Linked DNA regions of Mus musculus: region 2 is linked to region 1. The links are chromatin contacts, called in public Micro-C maps. All regions are on one chromosome and are shown on one strand. Each heading gives the region's core, a stretch centred on a gene start, on an enhancer-like site or on the middle of the called end of the contact. The rest is flanking DNA. Distances are from core to core; before and after follow the strand shown. Region 1 holds the start of Susd2 (sushi domain containing 2). Region 2 holds the start of Derl3 (Der1-like domain family, member 3).

Region 1 (3,136 bases), core at 290-2,789:
ATGACCCCATCAGTAGGGTCAGTCCACTTTAAATGTTGCACCACGAAGTCTTTGCCACCCATCATGGACCCTGAGGAGGGTAAAATCTCTAGGCAGTAGTCCAGAAAATCTTCACAACAGGTGCCAAGGCCCGAGCAGGTTGGGTGACAGGAACAGAGTCCATCCTGTGCCCCGCAGCGCAGGGAACAGCTTCCCTGGGCACCTGGAGAAGAAAGCCCCGTGTCCCAGGGTCAGCTGCCTGACCAACAGGGCCCGTTTCCCCTGGAGCCTGTGAGAAGCGTCCATGAGACAGACCAGGGATTGCTATGGCTACCAAGTGGCATGGTGGAAAGCCACCGGCTCTGTGGGCGGGGCTCCATTTTAGCACAGGTAATGGAGTGGCTTTGTGGGTCCTCACAGCTAAAAAAGGGTCCCCGTGCTTTCTGATAGGGTACATAGTCACCAAGAGTCCTACTGAAGGCCGGGGAGGGAATGGTATCTGGGTTGAGCTTGTCCCATCTCTTTCTGGGGGTGGGACACAGTTGAATCTCAGAGAGCCCCACCCTCTGAGAAGGCAGCCAGGACACTCCCTTTTTAGGGGATAGGAGGGGACATTCCAGTGAGGGTTGCAGCACAGTGTAGTTGGGAATACCCCATAGAAACTGTGGAACATCCTGTCTAGGCCTAGCTGTTCAGCCCACTTCCTCTGTGGGCTGTGGAGACCTGTGGTAGGGCTGTACTTCAGCCCCAGAGCTGAAAAGTGGAGACTGGGGTGAGGTACAAATTCCCAGGCCAGACCACACCTTCCCCAGACCCTTGATGGAGATCCACCAGGAGCCGGGCTGCGGTCTAAGCCATTAGACCACCTCACTAAGCTTATACTCCGGAGCAGCAATAAATATTTATCGGCTAAGGTTTAACGACTGCAAGGGGTGTGGGAAGATGCTTCAAGATGCCATGAGATAAAGTACCAGAAGGGTGGTGGCACTTGTGTGAAGCAGGAGACTGCAGGCTGGTTAACTCCCAGCTCAGCTCAGGGAAAGGCCATGGCTCTAGGCTCATCCTTCCTGCTAGACTTTCTTGGTTGCGCCGAGAAGGACCAGCACAGGGACAGATGAGAGGCAGGGGGTTCCCTGTGTGATTGCACCCTTCACAGAGGCTGGGCTGCAGGCTCTGGTCTTCCGGGATTCCCTCCCAGGCCCTTATGTGAGTGCAGAATGAGCTTGGTTCAGACCTCCCATCTCCACCAGAAGTGTCTAGATCCAGGAGCCCCCCCCACCCCCCCAGTTTCTTCCCAGTACTCCCCAGTGTAGTCACAGATGGACTGCCAGATGGATAGACAGCTGAGCCCAGAGGGGTGTCTGCTTAGGGCCTGGCTGATCAGGCAGATGAACAGGGAGGTCAGAAGGACAAAGTGGGGGCATACCTGCTGTGAACCCGGGGCCTGGTATTGTTGAGAGCAGCATCAAAATCCAAGGCAGGAGGGCCAGCTTCATGGTGTGCCCTGTGTCTGCAACCAGCAGGCAGCACAGTGGCTCAGAGATTTGCAGGGCAGGCTCTTGCCTGGCTGGCCAGGCCCCGCCTCCTGACCCCGCCCAGCGTTCTGCGGCATCACTCCTCCCCTCCCCTGCCCTCCCCGCCCCCTCTCAAAGTCCACAGGTGCCGATAGACAGGCAGAGCCCGAAGTGCCTAGTTAGCACATTCTTGTAGCATCATCACAGCCTTGGGACCCTGTGTGAGAATGAGGGGCTGGAGCGTCCAGATGCTAAGACCTTTGGCACCTGAAGCGGAATGGCGAGACAGCTCAGACCCTGGGGTCACAGTCCAGTCTTGTGTGTGAGGTTTCTGTTGGTTGGGTGGGAGAAGTCCTGGCCCCTTAGGGCAGACCTAGACCTCTGCTTCCCCTAGGGAGGTGTTGCTAACACACACTCAGCCTGACAGGCGGAGGTGGAGAAAGAATTAATCTGTTTGGATTTTAAGCACATAGCATGGACTTGAGACTGGGTCATTTCTGATGAATAGCCAGCCAGCTTTAGAGTCACTACCGAGACGGAGGAGCCCAGGGCTGAGGCCAGCCTAGCTCCAGTGTTGTCAGTTGGGGAGCTAACAGATCCTGTTGAGGGTTAGAAGGAAGGAGCCTGGTGGAGACCAGCTACTGGCTTCTGGGAGACCTTGATACTAGGGTGACTCATGAAGGACCCCAAAGCTGGGACTCTCTCTCACTCAGGGATTGTCACCTGGGCTAGACATCAGGACAGGGGATCTGTAGTGTTTCAATGCAGACACACTGGCTAGCCTCACAGGGGAGGAGGTGCTCAGGTGGCTGGCTTGTGAACCAAAGCCATCTGATCTGTGATTCTCCTCTGGTCCTGGGTCTCAGCCAGCCTATTGTTCTATGGGCCTAGTCCCCTCTCACTTAGAATGACTACCCAGAACTAGTCGGGGCTGGAGGTGACAGTGTCTCCCACGAGTATCTGAGGAGACCCGAGGTATAGGAGTGGGAACCAACTACCCCTAAGGTAACCCTGCCCCTATTATACCTGCAACCCCATAGGTGGATTTGGTTGAGAAGTCACCACCTTCCAGGGGAAAGAAAATCTACTAAGCCACAAGGGGCTCTATATGGGTGCTTTTGTGTGCACACTGAGGTCCTGTGGTGGTAGCAGTCGATGCTAACAACCCAGGCCCAGGATTGCGGTAACTCCCTACCCTGAGAGGCATGGGTAAGCAGAGGGGTATGGCTAAGTGACTGCTGTCCCCAGCGTCTTGGCTGTCCAGATGGCTGGCCTGGTAAGGACCCATCCTGGGTTGCCATGCTTCCAATCCATGGCCTTGGATTATTAGGTCTAGTCAACAGATTCTTCTCCATTGAGGGCTCAGTCTATGGCGGCACACAGGCGTATGGACTCGGACTTGTCTTCATTCTGGTCCAGAGTTTGCAAGGAGAGATAAATGGGGCTCTGACTATGGGTGACAGTCATGGCAGGCAGGTATGAGGTGCTAGGACTTAAGTATCTCCAAGATAGATGGTGTGGAGCCCAGGAAGGGCAGGGTTGTTTCAGTTTTGGTCAAGTGTTGTGGCACATGCCTTAACCTCACTCAGGATGCTGAGGCAGGGCTGACCTGGCCGATCCAGGCTATATAGCATGATCTTCTA
Region 2 (3,381 bases), core at 791-3,290, 250 kb after region 1:
TTTTTTTTTTTTAACTTTTATTTATTATTTTATAAATAAGTACACTGTAGCTGTTTTCAGACACACCAGAAGAGGGCTTCAGATCTCATTATGGATGGTTGTGAGCCACCATGTGGTTGCTGGGAATTGAACTCAGGACCTCTGGAAGAGCAGCCAGTGCTCTAAACCGCGGAGCCATCTCTCCAGTCCCTCGGACGTTTCTTTTTAAGAAGTAACATGGCTGGGGATGTAGCTCAATGACAGGCTGTCTGCCTAGCATGTGCAAGGTTCTGGGATCCATCACCAGCATCATAGCATATATTAAAATAAAAGGACTTAGCTAGGCTTGGCAGCACCTGCCTGTAATCCCAGCACCGTGAGTATCAGGCAGGTCTGTGAGTTCAAGGCCATCTGTGTGGATGGAGTCCCCATCTCAATAAACAAACAAACATAGCAATAAAATACACACATCATAAAATCTGTCCCAACCGTATACAAGCATATAGCTTACAGGCTGCTCACATTTTGTGCAACCATCAGCATTCGTTCGTACGACTTTCCATTTTCCAAACAAAAGCTCTGCGCCTATTCAACAGTAGTACTCCATTTCCCTTCCTAAGTAGGTGGGCTGCAGTACTTGTCTAGTTAGTTAGCTAGTTAGTTAGTTTTGTTTTAGACAGGGTTTCTCTGTGTAGCCCTGGCTGTCCTCGAACTCACTTTATAGACCAGGCTAGCCATGAACTCAGAAATCTGCCTGCCTCTGCCTCCCAAGTGCTGGGATTAAAGGTATATGACACCATGCCTGGCAAACGTTTCTCTTTAAGTTCTTCTGGGTAGACTTGCTAAGGGGTACAATGGTAATTCTATGTTTTAAGTTTTATTTGAATAAAATGAAATCAGTATTTTAGCTTTCTGAGACAGCGTTTGGTTTTGTATCTCAGGTATCATGATCAGAACTCACTATCCTGCCTCCAATTTCCTCGTCTGATAATTGTATATTTATTTATTTAGAGATGACATTTCGCTATGTAATCCTTGCTGGCCTGGAACGCTGTTGACGAGACTGGCCTCGGACCCTCAGAGATCTCCCCGCCTCTGCCTTTGGAGTGTTGGGAATGAAGGCGAGCTCCACTCCACCCAGTGGTCGTCTTGCTTTCTACATTTGAGCACCGCATTTACTGTTCCCCATAGAAGCTGAGTCATTTTAAATCCCCACAAAAAAAACGCAAGAAAAACGTGTACTTTTTCATAACCTGGACAGTGCACGTTACTGTTTTGTTTGTATAACCTTTTAGTGAGCACAGGGATCTTTTAGAAGTGACAGTTAAATGTCACCTCTTCAAATAGGCTTCACAGGTCACCTTACTTACCGTGGAGGTGAGTCTCAGGCATTATTTTCCATCGAGGAGCTTTTCTAGGTTGCGCGGTATCAAACTGTCTGGACCATGATAGACAGTGTCTTTTGTTGGCTACAGGATCCCCAGCATTTATCAGAATGTTCGACACACAGTAGGTCCTCAATAAATGATTGACTAATGGCATTTTTCTCTTTTACCAAGTTTCAAGTCCTTCTCCAATCTGCCCACTTACTCCTGCATGGCTCAGAACCCTCAACCTGGTCCTCCCCGCAGCGTACACCCAGGAAGGTCAGGACTGGAGCCAGCAAGTGATAACTGGATTCTAGAGTTTTACAGAATGTCACCAGAAAGCCGGAGGTTGGCCTGAGGCCTGTTCAGCATCTCGGCCCGCCCCATTTCTCGATTCTTTGTGCCTCTTTTCATAGCCCCGCCCCCGTGGCAATCTCGTGGGTCCTTGCTATTGGTTCTTTTCTAGATGCTGTCAAACGATTGGCCACAACACCTCCCACGCCTCCATAGCAGCCACAACAACCGCCACGTGCTCTACCGTGGGACTTCCCCATTGGCTAGCCGCCTCGGATACACCTGGCCGTCCCGCTTCCTCTTCCCATTGGCTTTCCAGTCCCCAGGCTCGGCTCCTCGGACGCTGATTGGCCCCCAGAGAGCGAGGCGGGGCTTGGGGGCGGGTAAAGAGAGCGGGTTTGCCAGCGCGCGCGCTAAGGATTTTTCGATGGCTGGGCAGAGGCTGGCGGCGGGCTTCCTGCAGGTGCCCGCGGTGACACGCGCCTACACCGCGGCCTGCGTCCTCACCACGGCCGCAGTGGTGAGCGGGCCGGGCGGGCGTGGCGGCACCATGGTTACAGTCCCCGGTGGGTTAGGGATGTCGCCTGCTTCCCGGGGCTTACACTGCCTCCTGTCCCACAGCAGCTGGAGCTCCTCAGCCCCTTCCAGCTCTACTTCAACCCGCACCTGGTGTTCCGGAAGTTCCAGGTGAGGCGGCCTTGACCCAGGCGCCTGGCAGCCAGGACCCTGCCCTCCATCCCCGCGCCTCACCGCCACCCCCACCTCTTTGCAGGTCTGGAGGCTCATCACCACCTTCCTCTTCTTCGGGCCCCTGGGATTCGGCTTCTTTTTCAACATGCTCTTCGTGTATCCTGGGCCACCTTGGCGGGGGCTGGGGGTGGAGTGAGCCCGGGATGGGGGTTATGCTGGGGTGGTGACGGGGGAAACTGAGGCCCAGTCGACGTGGCACTTCCTATGCCAGTGTTGCAGGTTCCGCTACTGCCGCATGCTGGAGGAGGGTTCTTTCCGTGGCCGCAAGGCTGACTTCGTTTTCATGTTTCTCTTCGGTGGTGTTCTTATGACTGTATCCTTCTGTATGTTCAGTATTATTGGACCAAAGAGTCGCCTTCTTATCTGTCGTGACCCAGACTAGGAGGGACAGGCATTCGGAGCCTGGCAGCCATTTAGCTTAGGTGCCCCAGCTAGTTCTTCAGTGTCCCTGAACAGCACAACAGGGAGATATAGGGCAGTCTGGTAGACTACCAAGGCTCTGAAACATGGATGCAAGAGCCAGAAGGAGCAGGCACGGGAACTGATGGGGCCTGGGTACCTGGAAATCACAGAAAGGGGTTCTCAAATCTCTGGAATACACCAGGGATATGAGGGAACCCGTGGAAAGGGTCAGAGGCACTGTGGGCAGCAGACTGCTCCAGGAAGCCTTGACTCTTGGTCCAGCTGCTGGGATTCCTGGGCAGCCTGTTTTTCCTGGGACAGGCCCTCATGGCCATGCTGGTCTATGTATGGAGCCGTCGCAGCCCTCACGTGAGGGTCAACTTCTTCGGCTTACTCAACTTCCAGGCACCATTCCTGCCCTGGGCCCTCATGGGCTTCTCGCTGCTGCTGGGCAACTCGGTTGTCACAGACCTGTTAGGTGAGCTGGCCCACCGTTGCCACTCACCCCCAGGCCTGCTGCTCCCAGGGAGCCAGCTCATACATCCCTTCCCCGGCTCCTCCCAACCCCTCATCTTCTCCTAACTTCTTG

Evidence for each region. A called contact is a pair of places that touch in the nucleus more often than the background predicts.
Region 2: a contact with region 1 is called in a Micro-C map of embryonic stem cells, with 1.8 times the contacts expected there. The contact joins the promoter of Derl3 here to the promoter of Susd2 in region 1. A contact is called at or near these places in 1 of 39 promoter capture datasets (embryonic stem cells), 2 of 484 Hi-C or Micro-C datasets (embryonic stem cells and uterus), 6 of 115 datasets of contacts at active chromatin or transcription factors (embryonic stem cells and stem cell-derived neural progenitor cells) and 1 of 9 other capture datasets (liver).

The regions. Positions count from the first base shown.
Region 1 is chr10:75,642,469-75,645,604 of GRCm38.p6, forward strand. Susd2 (sushi domain containing 2) reads right to left here and starts at 1,540. Exons shown (of 15, transcript NM_027890.5): 1 at 1,406-1,540; 2 at 1-202. The coding sequence starts at 1,475.
Region 2 is chr10:75,891,358-75,894,738 of GRCm38.p6, forward strand. It overlaps Derl3 (Der1-like domain family, member 3), which reads left to right and starts at 2,041. Exons shown (of 7, transcript NM_024440.2): 1 at 2,041-2,160; 2 at 2,262-2,327; 3 at 2,413-2,486; 4 at 2,610-2,703; 5 at 3,075-3,270. The coding sequence starts at 2,068.